2 separate regions of the Mus musculus genome follow, and region 2 is linked to region 1. Evidence: chromatin contacts called from public Hi-C data. All regions are on one chromosome and are shown on one strand. Each heading gives the region's core, a stretch centred on a gene start, on an enhancer-like site or on the middle of the called end of the contact. The rest is flanking DNA. Distances are from core to core; before and after follow the strand shown. Region 1 has its middle 84 kb from the start of Gadd45g. Region 2 overlaps 4921525O09Rik (RIKEN cDNA 4921525O09 gene).

Evidence for each region. Hi-C and Micro-C count contacts between places; a contact is called where the count stands out from the background.
Region 2: a Hi-C map of cerebral cortex shows a contact between it and region 1, with 3 times the contacts expected there. The contact joins two enhancer-like sites. A contact is called at or near these places in 4 of 484 Hi-C or Micro-C datasets (bone marrow-derived macrophages, brown adipocytes, cerebral cortex and 1 more), 3 of 115 datasets of contacts at active chromatin or transcription factors (embryonic stem cells, large pre-B cells and pancreatic cancer cells) and 3 of 9 other capture datasets (embryonic stem cells, embryonic tail and embryonic trunk).

The regions. Positions count from the first base shown.
Region 1 is chr13:51,927,328-51,933,051 of GRCm38.p6, forward strand. No RefSeq gene overlaps it. Among named protein-coding and RNA genes, the nearest start is that of Gadd45g, 84 kb to the left of the region's middle. Within about 2 kb of position 3,319, at least 43 of the 459 cell types and tissues checked have an H3K27ac peak or open chromatin away from gene starts, as enhancers often do. A contact at or near this core is called in cerebral cortex, where this site is marked.
Region 2 is chr13:52,112,410-52,118,381 of GRCm38.p6, forward strand. It overlaps 4921525O09Rik (RIKEN cDNA 4921525O09 gene), which reads left to right. Exons shown (of 8, transcript NR_045061.1): 4 at 5,758-5,972. Among named protein-coding and RNA genes, the nearest start is that of 4921525O09Rik, 19 kb to the left of the region's middle. Within about 2 kb of position 1,317, at least 37 of the 459 cell types and tissues checked have an H3K27ac peak or open chromatin away from gene starts, as enhancers often do. A contact at or near this core is called in cerebral cortex, where this site is marked.

The DNA.
Region 1 (5,724 bases), core at 2,069-4,568:
GTCTAGGCAACGCAGTGGCAAGCTCCTTTCTAAAGACAAAAGCAAAGTAATCAGGGCTTGTGATACAGGCTTGGAATCCCAGCTACCCAGGGAGCTGGAAGTGTTGGTCTGCACGGTCCTGGCTAGTCTGAGCTACAGAGTGAGTTCAAGGTCATCCTGAGCACTTTGCAGAGAGCCTGGCTTAAAACAAAAGAAAAAGTCAAGTTCAGGGTTCAGGGATGTCGATCACCAGTAGAGCAGTTGCCTAGTGTATCTCCAATGCCTCTGCAACAATGAAAATATCGAGCAAACTCAACCCATAGGAGATAGATTTAAAAAAAAAAAAAAGGTTCTCTATTACAGTCAGATGGGGCCAGGGGAATAGGGGCCATAAGAGTTCTGAAGTAGCTTAGCCTCTGAGCACGGGTTCTCTGGTCTGAATTTGGGGAACAGGGATAGCCCCACGTCCTGTTTAAACACAAGCCTGCTACCTAGAACCATCTATGGCTCCCAATAGCACTAATGCCCGTCCTTGAGAAGTATCGGGGTTCCGATAGAAATCAGCATTGTGCAAGACTGTCTTGCATCAGTTTTCTCTGGGTTTGATGTACATGAGCACCCACATCCAGGGAGCTGAGCAAAGAAACAGCAGTTAAGGCAAACTGAAAGAAACAAAATACTTATTCACGCTGTCTCTGACTCCACGCCCACCTGAAAGTGCTGCTCTTAACTTACCTGTGTACTCGGCCTCTAATTTTGATCTAACCTGGAAGGGTTGACTGCGCCAGTGCATTGAAAATCTTATTCCCGAAAGGGATACGTGGGGCACAGCCCTGTCTCGGGAAAGGCACCATGGGCAGGTCAGCTCTGTGGTAGGTAGCATTGCTGTGGTATAACATCTTTCGTTCCGTGAGGATTCTGAGCGCCAAATGCTGGGTTTTCTACTACGGGCTTTTGTGTTGGGGCAGGGCAGTCACAGGTTTTCTCTGTGTGGAAAGATGGGCTTTTCACAGCATGCAGGAGAGAGAGAGAGAGAGAGAGAGAGAGAGAGAGAGAGAGAGCGCATGGGGATGTCTGTCAGCGTGACCAGCATTGGCTGCTTCAGGACATGGGGCAGGATGGAGACTAGAGACCCAGGGTGACTGAGGCTGGGGCAGAGGCCTTAGTGATCCACACAACACAACAGCTGGCCAGCCTTTCTCTCTCTCTCTCTCTCTCTCTCTCTCTCTCTCTCTCTCTCTCTCTCTCTCTCGCTGGCTGTTTTCTCAAGCACCTCAGCTGTTGACCAAATCTACTCACTCACCTTTGTCCTCCAAGCAACTTGGTCCTTGAAACCCAGGCAGCACCCAAGGGTCGCAGCCATATTAGTACAAAGAATGGGCTCAGTAGGAACTCAGCATCTATTCTTTAAAACTTGTTTTCAGTTTTCCAAACAGGAAAGCACATATTGTGTCCTCTTAGTCTCCCAGCCAGAGACTAATTAGACTGTAGTATATCCCCCATTGTTCCAGGAAAACCGGACCCAAGGTGCTCCTGGCAGGCTAGGGCACCACCCGTAAAAGCCCCTTTCTCTGGGCCGAAGTGTTTCCAGCCAGCAACCTGGAATATGCTTGGCTGGATGAGTCAGGCTGGCAAGGCTTGGGAGGATCTGTGTGGCACAATGCTCATGAGACAGTGTCCCCACAAAGATAGATGTACACTTCTGCTCCTGAGCTGCGTCTCTATGCAGGCATGCTCTGCTGCCCTGGACCACAGCAGATGAGCTTAGTCCACCATGTGCATCTTTCTCTTCCAGCAATGGCTGGAGCGTGCTGACTTGGGATAGCAGTTTTAAAGCCTCCACCTTCCATGATCTTTGCCCTCCACCCCTCTGAGTTGGGAAGGCTGTCTCCTTTCCCCCAGAACACCGGGCCACTTTCAGTCCTCATAGGTACATGGTATCTCATAGAAGGGAAGGCTCCTGCCTCCTGCAGGATCTTCATTGGTAGCTGGCAGGTATGTTGCCCGACTTCCGAGCTGACACACAATGTGTCCTGTGGCCACTGGCTGCCATCTTGTTGAGGACACACAAGCTAGCCTGTGGTGGGATTGAAAAGTAGCCAGAGGGGGAAAGGACAGCACTCTGGGACTGAGGCTGAACGAGGTGATACCTTCCTAATTCCCCAAAGTTCCAGCTGCTACTGATCACACTGCACAGAGCCCCGGACCACAGCCAAGCCTCCTGAAAACACGAACTTGAGTGAGGTTGGTTTGAAGATGCGTAGGTTTGGGGGTGACTTCTTCTACTGGGACTCGTATCTAACACACCTGATACTCTAAGCTATCATTCATCCTCTTCAAAGATGCTTCATGCCTCTCTGTCTGGCCCTATGGACGCGGTCAGCCTGTTTGTCAGTCCTTGTGCAGACAGTTCTAGCTCCCAGACTGGCCTCTTAGATTGCCAGATGCAAATGCTAAACTCTGCCTGCTTATTTGTCAGCTTCTCCTTACTTTTTTTTTCTTTTTTCTTTTTTTACACCCCCCCCCTTTTTTTTCCCAAAAGGCTTGCAGGTGCCTTGGCACATTCTCACAAGAAGTTAAAATGAAGCCAGGGACATTGGCAGACCAGTAGGCCACTGCAGGGAAAACCAGCAGTGTACACCAGGAAGCTGATGGGGAACAGGGCTGCCTCTCAGAAGAGCATCAGCTCTTAATTTGTAAAGGAAAGCAGCGCCAGTCTTCAGGCTGGGCAAGTTGATTTCCTGGCATTGTTGGTGGGGAAAGTGAAGGGCCTGAGTGCCTGTTGCCCGTGGGATTGCAAAAAAACAAAACAAAACAAAACAAACAAACAAAACAAACAAACAAAACAAAACCCCACAGCCTTCAGTGTTTCTAGTAGCTTGCTTTTGAAAAGAAAAGCTACATGTTTTATCTTATTTTAGTTTCAGCTTGACAGTCTTTCAGTGCCATTGCATAGTGCAGAACTTTGGGCAACATGTTTCGTTCTCCTTTGGGCACCGTGTCTCTCTTGGCAGCTGGACAGAGCCCAAGAAAGCTGGGAGACACAGTCTGCCTGGGCAGTCTGTCTCCTGTGGACCTCAGCAGCCCTGGTAATGTTTTTGGCAGGAACAGGGTGGTGTCCCGAGAGCGCCAGAGGCAGATTTTCTGTGCCTGTTGATGGAGGCCAGATCCACGTGCCCTGGGGCCTCCACACAGGCAAAAGGCTGACATTCTGTTCTGCACACTCCATCTGAACTTAGATTAGGCAGGGCAGTCAGCACCTGCTTCTCCCTCAGGGATGTGGGGCTGGAAGAGTTGGCTGGTACCAAATAGACTTCTCCAGGAGCTGATCTGAGCTCAGTGGGTGGCTCTGTGAATCTACAGCTGCGGGCTGGGGAGGGAGGGGCCGGGAGCTCTCAGTGTAAGGGATGGCTGAGAGTCTGGCCCTGCTCTCTGAGTACTGGCTACATATTCTTGTTGGTCATAGGACTAAAGCTCTTTTTTTTTTTTTAACATCCTCAATACAGTCACTATGGTGTATAAATGCACTCTTCTTCCGTGTACCTGAAGCCTCATTCTCTGATATGACTTCCCAGGGCAGGTGGGACCTTGCCATCTGTGGCAGGTTTCACTCTGAAGTTCAGAACCATCTGTCCTTTTTCCTCTTTCCTTCAGCCTGTGCTTGCTCATGGAGAGATTCTGCATGGGGGAACATGGGAATTTCCTCTGAGTCCCCATGTCTGCAAGGTATATGCTAGGATACTCAGCCCTGCCTCCTTTGGGGTTATCCCACAGATGAGCCTTGTATCAAGTCCAGGAAGCAGAAGGAACAGACTCTAGCCAGTGAGAAGGAGGAACTTTCCATCTGTGCAGTACAGCGATCCAGCTCTTGATTTGCAGGGAAGCAAGATGTAGTGTAGAGTCATCAAGATGCACACGAGCCACAAGAATGCTTTATCTCCTTCCCACTGTGACCTGGTATTGTCTCCCATATTCATCTCTGACCATCTCTACCCAGGGTCGGCTCAGCATCCACACCTGAAGCCCCAGTGGGGGTCACCTCCCAGCATCCACACCCCATGGGTGGTGACAAAGTCAGTGCAGACAGACAGAGCCTGGCCCAGTGACATGCGAGGAATGTGTTAGAATTGGTAGATTACATACTTAGGACCCCTCCCAAGCTCTTCCACCAGCAATATCGTATCTGCTTCCCCTGCAATTTCTCCTCCACTCATGGAAATGGATGGAAAATGCCTCTCCTCTGGGTAACCTTTATTATGGGCGTGTGCAAGTGTCCTTGGTAAATGATTAGGATTTAGGGTGCCCAGAACGCATCTGATCAGTGATGGATGCTGCACCTATGAAGATGGCATGTACTTTCTAAACGTCATGTTGGGCTAGGTCCTCAACTCAAGCCTCCTTCTAAGAAGGACCCACAAGCCAGCCGCTGGGGATGCTCTGCAGATGACTTTCTGGTGTTCCTTTCTAGGGCCAAAATTGTGGAGCTAATGGCATGCCTTCCTTGGTGGACACACCTGGTACCGATGAAGCCAGGGGTATAGGGTTTTTCCTTACAGGAGAAAGTCTACAGGCCCTTCCAGCCTCAGAGCTGCTGGGAGGCTAAGACAGGTAGTGTAGGATCTACATTCTGTTGCCCACTACAGTCGTGCACTACTGTGCCTGCCAGGTGCTCCTTAATCCAGCCCCATGAGTTAGAGCTTCTTGTCCCCAAGAGTGTGTCTCAGCTTTGTTGTTGCAAGCTGCATTCTCACTATGTCCCAGGATGTCAGCCCTCGGCATGTTGGAGGGATTCACTGGAGAAGATGGTGGGGATGTATCATGGCTGACTCAGAGACCAGCGCTTCTGGGAGTTCAGTCAAGGCTACAGTCACGAGGTGCCCAATGTCTTTCTGCTCAAAGACAGGCTATCTATAGATGGAGGCTTTGTGAGACGGTCGTGGAAACTCTCATAGCTTGGGCATTTTTAGTTACCTTTGTGATTTTTTTTTTTTTTAGATACATAAAATCATTGTAGTACGGTCATCTTCATTGTCACATCTACTGTCATTTGTACCAGGACACATCTGCAGAGTATGTCCTCATTATTAAGTGACCCACAACTGCTCTTCCTCCTGCCAGGGCAGGCTGTACCCCAGATGATGAGTGACTATCAACCTTTCAGTTCTTAAGTTGTTTTGCCAAATACTTTGTCCCGGCAAAGAGAAAGGTAGCTAGCACCTCAGTTGAGTGAACTCTAAAGGATGCTGGATGATGGGAAAGAGGGCTAAGAAGGAACCCACAGGAGATGAACTGTGACTTAGGTCTGGACTTATGTTGAGGCCAGAGTCAGGGCATAGGTCATGGGCTAGTAGGGAGAAGATAATCGTGAAATGGGGCAAGCCAGTCAGGCCCCAGGCAGAAGGATGAGCAGGGATCGAGGTGAGAGGAGTGACAATGACGAGAGGATGGTTCGATCCGACACTCACAAGGTCACTTCTGGTCTGCAGTGCGTGGTACTCATCTGTATGGAGGAAGCCCCTTCTGAACAGCTCACAAGGGCACACAAGGCCCTCGCTTGAAATCTTAGGGAGAGATGTGGCTGATTCGTCACTAAAGCAGTAAACGGCAAATGATACAGGTGTGAGTGTTGAATGGGAACGCAGCCTCACTAGCGTGGTCCTCTAAGGCAGTGGCTCTCAACCTGTGGGCCACGACTCTTCTGACCACCCTGTGTCTCCAGAAAGATTTACATTAAGATTCACAACA
Region 2 (5,972 bases), core at 67-2,566, 180 kb after region 1:
CATGCAGATGTGAGGGATGTAGTAAGATGGAGGTGGAATAGAGGGTATGTATGAACAGGTGGATCACAGAATGGTCTGAGGAACCCCAAGGTGCTCTTGTGGCAGCAAGCCACTGCATGGAGAGAAAATGATTGTTAGAAAAAGACACACACCAAGTTTACCCTGCATGCAGGAGACAGACTCAGGTTGATACTAGAGTTTTCAGGGACTTAGGCGACTGGTGACTCCTTACTTAGGCAGGGAGCCAAGGCGATGGGAGGAGAGAGACCCTGCTCTCAGATAGAGGACATCGAAGAGCAAGAATGACATCAGAAAGATTCAGGGGACATGAAGGATTTGGGAGACTGCCCATCTGGAAGAGCCCCAGAGCATCTTTGGGAAGCCTCCAGCCTCCCATCCAGATGTGAGGTAAGAGGCAAGGGAGCAGCAGAGGAAACAGGAGAGCAGAGGCAGGCACAGGGTGCCTTGGGTGCAGCCCTCAGTGAAAGAAGAAGGTGCTAAGGTCACAAGGGGGAAGGGCCCTAGGTCAAGGTCAAGGCCGTGTGTGTGTGTGTGTGTGTGTGTGTGTGTGTACTCACGTGCGTTCTTGCAAACAGGTACCATTAGGACTTTGATCTGGGGACACAGTTGGAGTGTAAGGACCTAAGTTTGGATCCTTAGAATCCATGTAAAACCTTGTAGTGGTAGCTGGCATTTATAAGAGCAGCACATCTCAGGCGAGCTAGGAGAGGCAGGAGAATCCCTGAAGCTCTCTCTGTCAGGCCAGCTACCATGGTGCTAAATACCAAGAGACCCTGCCTCAGGCAAGGGGAAAGATGAGGGCTAACAGTGGAGGTTGTCCTCTGGCATCCATATGCCTCGTGGCACTTGCACACATGACCGTGCATGCACACACAAGGGCACACATTCATGTAATCATTGACTCGTGTACACAGGCACACACACACATACATACATACATACATACATACATGCACATACACAAGTATACATACACATGCATGCACAGAGAGGAGGGGGAGGTTACAGGGCTTTGGGGAGAGGAGAGGAAGCTGGAGCCCAAGCTAGAACATTCCTTTTCCTCTCAGGCTCTGAAGAGTGCAGTAACCCCATTTGTGAGGAAGATGGGCCCACTCCCAGTGAAGTGGTACCGACAGAGACCAAGGGTTTGTGCTCTGACCAGATTGTCCTCAGATCAGGAGTGGGCTGAGCCATTCTGAGCACAGGCTGGTACAAAACGTCTCTCCCGTGGCTAACAGCATGGGCCGTTGACCACACGCGGGCATGCTTGTGCTGCCTCAAAAGCACTTAGGCTGCTCCTCCCCTCCCTTTCTGCCTTTAGTGCCAGAAGAGAAATTGCCTGGTCCTCATGCAGCCTGCTCATCTGAGCTGGCAGCTTGCTGGCTGGCTGCAGATAAACAGCAGCAGGTAGGAGGCAAGCGTGCAGTGCTGGCTCCCGAGTGGGAACTGTCATTTCTGCTGGTCCTGTAAAACTAGGAAGGGAATCCTATTTCTGCTGCATAGTATAGGTTCCCAGGATGCAGCCTGCCCCAGTGTACAGGTGAAGGTCCAGGTGGGCCCCACTTTGTAACAGTGGGTCCACAGAGCCCCTTCCGTGCTCTTGTGTCTGTCCCCCCCCCCCCCTTTGGATGAAGTACAGGATGAATCTTTTTTTTTGTAGTTACAAACCAAATTCTTTTATTGGATATTTTCTTTATATACATTTCAAATGCTATCCAGAAAGTTCCCTATACCCTCTCCCCGCCCTGCTCCCCTACCCACCCACTCCTGCTTCTTGGCCCTGGCATTCCCCTGTACTGGGAATGGGCCTATAATGTTTGCAATACCAAGGGGCCTCTCTTCCCAGTGACGGCTGACTAGGCCATCTTCTGCTACATATGCAGCTAGAGATATGAGCTCTGGGGCTACTGGTTAGTTCATATTGTTGCTCCACCTATAGGGTTGCAGACCCCTTCAGCTCCTTGGGTGCTTTCTCTAGCTTCTCCATTGGGCTTCCTGTGTTCCATCCTATAGAAGACTGTGAGCATCCACTTCTGTATTTGTCAGGCACTGGCATAGCCTCACACGAGACAGCTATAACAGGGTTCCTTCAGTAAAATCTTTCTGGCATATGATCACGAAGGATGAATCATTCTTAGGGAAAGGCTGTTGGGTGGAAACGTGAGAAGCCAGGAAGATGTGACTTGCCTGCAGGCGAAACCCTGCACAGAGTGTTCTCCTCTGCAGAACTTGGTTCCAGCGAGAGGCACTGGGGTAAGGGTGTTCCCTCCCTGGAGGCTCCTCAGTTCTACTTGGCAAATGTTACCAACAATGTGCTACCATGGACTGTTCTAACTTGAAATCTACTCTTTGGTTTTCTGCTCTCACGGCCCAACTGTGTTGTCGGGGAGCCTTGAACCCCTGAGTGGAGAGAAACATGCTGTATATAAAATGGAGGAGCAGAGCTGGGGAGAGGGATGCTGTTGTGATTGGATGTGAACTGTCCCCCAGGCTCACGTGTTTGAACATTTGTTCCTCGTGAGAGGACGTTACTTGGGAATATTGTGGAACCTTTAGGAAGTGGATCCTGGCTAGAGAAAATGAGTCACTGAGGCGGGCTCTTGAGGTTTATAACCCAGCACCACTTCCTGTTTAGGCTCAGCCAGTTGTGACCGGCTGGCTTCCTGTCCCTATTACCCATACCTTCCATGCCTTCTGCAGTGACTTAACCACAACAAAGGCCCTGTGTCCCTTCAGACTGCGAGCCAGAATAAGCCTTCTTGCCTCAGGGATTTGTCATGTCAGGAAGAAATGTCACGTGCTTGTGCTCACACAGGGTGACTGAGCGAGGGATCTTAGCAATGCCGTTTTCCAAACTCCAAAGTTGTCTTAGCACATCATTTATGGGCACCCTTCTGTTGCCTATGAATCTGAACTCTGGCTAAATATGCCTTCCCCATGACAGAGGTGCTTTTGCTCAGGAAGTCCAGAGCCTCTTCTCACTGTGGTCTCCATTGCCCTCCTGAACACACTATCCCACTGGGCAGCATGGCCTTCATCCTCCCGTAGTACTCTTTACGCTGCTTGGAATCCAGGTGGGGCAGCTCAACAACTTCACCATCACTTACTGACATAAATTTGGTTCACATGGGATCCTGCCTGGTGAAAAGCCATGCTTTCTGGGGGTTGGCAGCTGCTCAAGATAGCAAACAATTAGAGACAAGGGACAGGAGTCAAGGGACTTTGGGTGATGTACACACCAGTGGGAAGCCCGGCCAAGGAGAGGTTCCATGGTGCAGGTCACTTCCTAGTGCGAAGGAGCAGTTTCCACCCCCAAAACTGCGAGGGTGGGGCCTCCACTTCCTGTCTTGTCCTTTCTATAGAAGGTCAAGGACACTGGAGACAAGATGTGACCACTTGGAGTGCTCTTCGAGGGTGTCTGATGAGCACCCCTTGTGGGCTGTGTCACTGGTGAATGAGGGACGACTTAGAACTCAAGTGTCAAAGCCTTGAGCAGCAGAGAGCTCACTTCAGGGGAGTTGATAATCTCGGTGGGGGGCTGCAAGGCTAGGAAGACCAAATACTGGGAAGACTGGGAGCTGGGAGGCTGACCTTGGCTAGCCTTGGGTCAGAGGAACCAGGCTAGACTAGACTGGGGGGGGGAGCAGCTCTTCTGCAGCCCATTTGCTGGGTTAGCTTTGAACTGGTGTTCCATACCAGGTCACTTCTCAACACCCAATCAGCTCTCTTTATCATGAATGTATAAACCCAGCTACTTGTATATGTGGATATTTCAACCCCATTGTGCAATGTGTTTTGACTCCCTGCCTGTCTCTTCCTTATGCTTGTCTTTAGAGGAGCTGAGGGTGCTGTAAAGTATCTCCAGTCCATGCAGGGGATGAAATCAAACTGGGCTGGGTCCCTGGGATTGGTTCTAGGCCAATGGAAGTGTGCTGTTTCCTTAATTCATGCTTCCTGGCCCAGTGGAGTGGCCCAATGCTATGGCGCCAGCTGTCCTATTGAACTCAGGGGGGTCTGAAGCAATGTGTGTCCTGGGAATAGAGAGTTTAAGAAACAGGCATTTTTCTCCACACCCAGGCATCGGGAGCCACACACAGACTACTATCCCCTGACTCGACAGCTCCTCCTTCCCAGGGGAAAGCTGTATCAAGTAGAAATTAGCACTGCGTGTGAGCCAGGAGAATCCTCAGCTGACCAGCTTCACAGCTCATGGATGTTTTAGTCTCTACTCTTTGGTAGTAGCTCCTTCAATCATGGGCAGCGTACATATGGAACTAATTTTTCATTGGTCTAAAGCAGAGTTGACCTCCGGTTCCATATTTGGGGGAAGTCACGCACTCTGAAGGGAAGAAGAAATGGAAATAAAACAGTTTGCCACACAAAAGGCAAAAGACCTGGAGGGATGTGTTCCGGCTTTTTACAAAAGCTGCTGTGTGGGATTCCGTGGGTAAAGAATTATGAGAGGAGCAGGCCAAGAGCCTGCCTGCATCTCAGAGATAGTGCCAGTGAGAGCCGTGCCCTTGGCAGCTCTCCTACAACCCTGTCACCTCTGCTGTCAGGCTGCCTTCCAAGTGTATTATAACAGCTCAGGGCAGGAGGGAAAAAGCAAGGGTGGGCATCTCAGCCATCCTCCCAGAAGGCACTGATCTTGCTTGATTGTAGAACAGCCCAGCCAGCCCAAGCATGGAAAGTTGTGTCTGTCACTTGAGATGGGAGAGCCTTTGGGAGCTGGGTTCAGTGAGAGCGTTTTGAGTCACTGAAGGGATTCTCTGGGAGAGAGCTGTAGAATCCCAATGTTTCACACCTGCCAGATTCTCTCTCCCCCACCCCACCCTCTTCCTTTGGCTGCCTGGTTGCGAAGTGAGTTTTGTTCTACTGTATACTCTGGCCATAACGTGTCACTTCGGGCCTCAAACAATGGAAAGAGTGGAGTGTGAACCGAAGCTTCCAAAACTGTGAGCCCAACTGAACCTTCTTTGCCAAGAAGCTGCGTTTGGGCCTTTGTGAGTGATGGTAGGCCAACTGACATGCTTGTCTGCTGGGGAGGAAGGTTCATAAAGTGACTTCCTGGGACCAGAGACATCCTAGCCTCAAACACTGACGAGAATGGTTGAGATACTTGGAGCCCACGGCAGATCTCCCAGAAAGGTGAGCTCGTTGCTAGAGCCCATAGGTGGGGGATGGAGTCAGTGTTTAAATGATGGAACTTTGAGACTTGGGGATGGCCATAAAAGTCACTGCTGGCCAGATCTCAGAAGAAGTCTGCCACACACATTCTCACTTAGCACCAGAGCTATTGGAGGGCTCAGGCTGTCATAGACTCCCCATGGACATGTGGAGTCCTGGCATCTTGATTTACACTATGGCTGCTGGGTTTACACTATACAAGACACTGAGCCTTTCAGATCTGCACCAGCCAATCGCAGGCCCCTGAGACCACCAAGCCTGTCAGAACTGGGGAACCCTTCTATCCTACTGTCTGTTGTAGGTCCTGAGGAAAGGATATCCCCGTGGGGTTCCCATGGCTAAGTCTCTGTGATGAAGCCTTGCCACCAGCTTTCCCAGTGATCACCCCAATAATTCCAATTGCCAAGATTGTGGAAGCCATAGGCACCGTGAGCTACAAAGTCCAAAAAGTCATGGAGTCTGTAGGAAAGAGAAAGCCTGATGAGGTCACAGGAACATATACTGTACTGAGATACCGATTAAGCCATGGGCACATTTTTCATCCAACAGGGAAGTTTGTGAAGCGCCATTCAAACATGAGCCCTACAGGTCCTCCTACCATCTGCCTCTTTCCCACTTTCATCTCGTCTGGGAAGGACCAACTGCAGGAGGTGGATGAGAAAGGAAGGAGGGAGGGCTGCTCAAGGCCCAGCTTACCTGACCTACCGTGCTGCCTGTCCTTCCAACCCAACCCCACACCATGCAGCCGAGGATGCTGTGAGCAG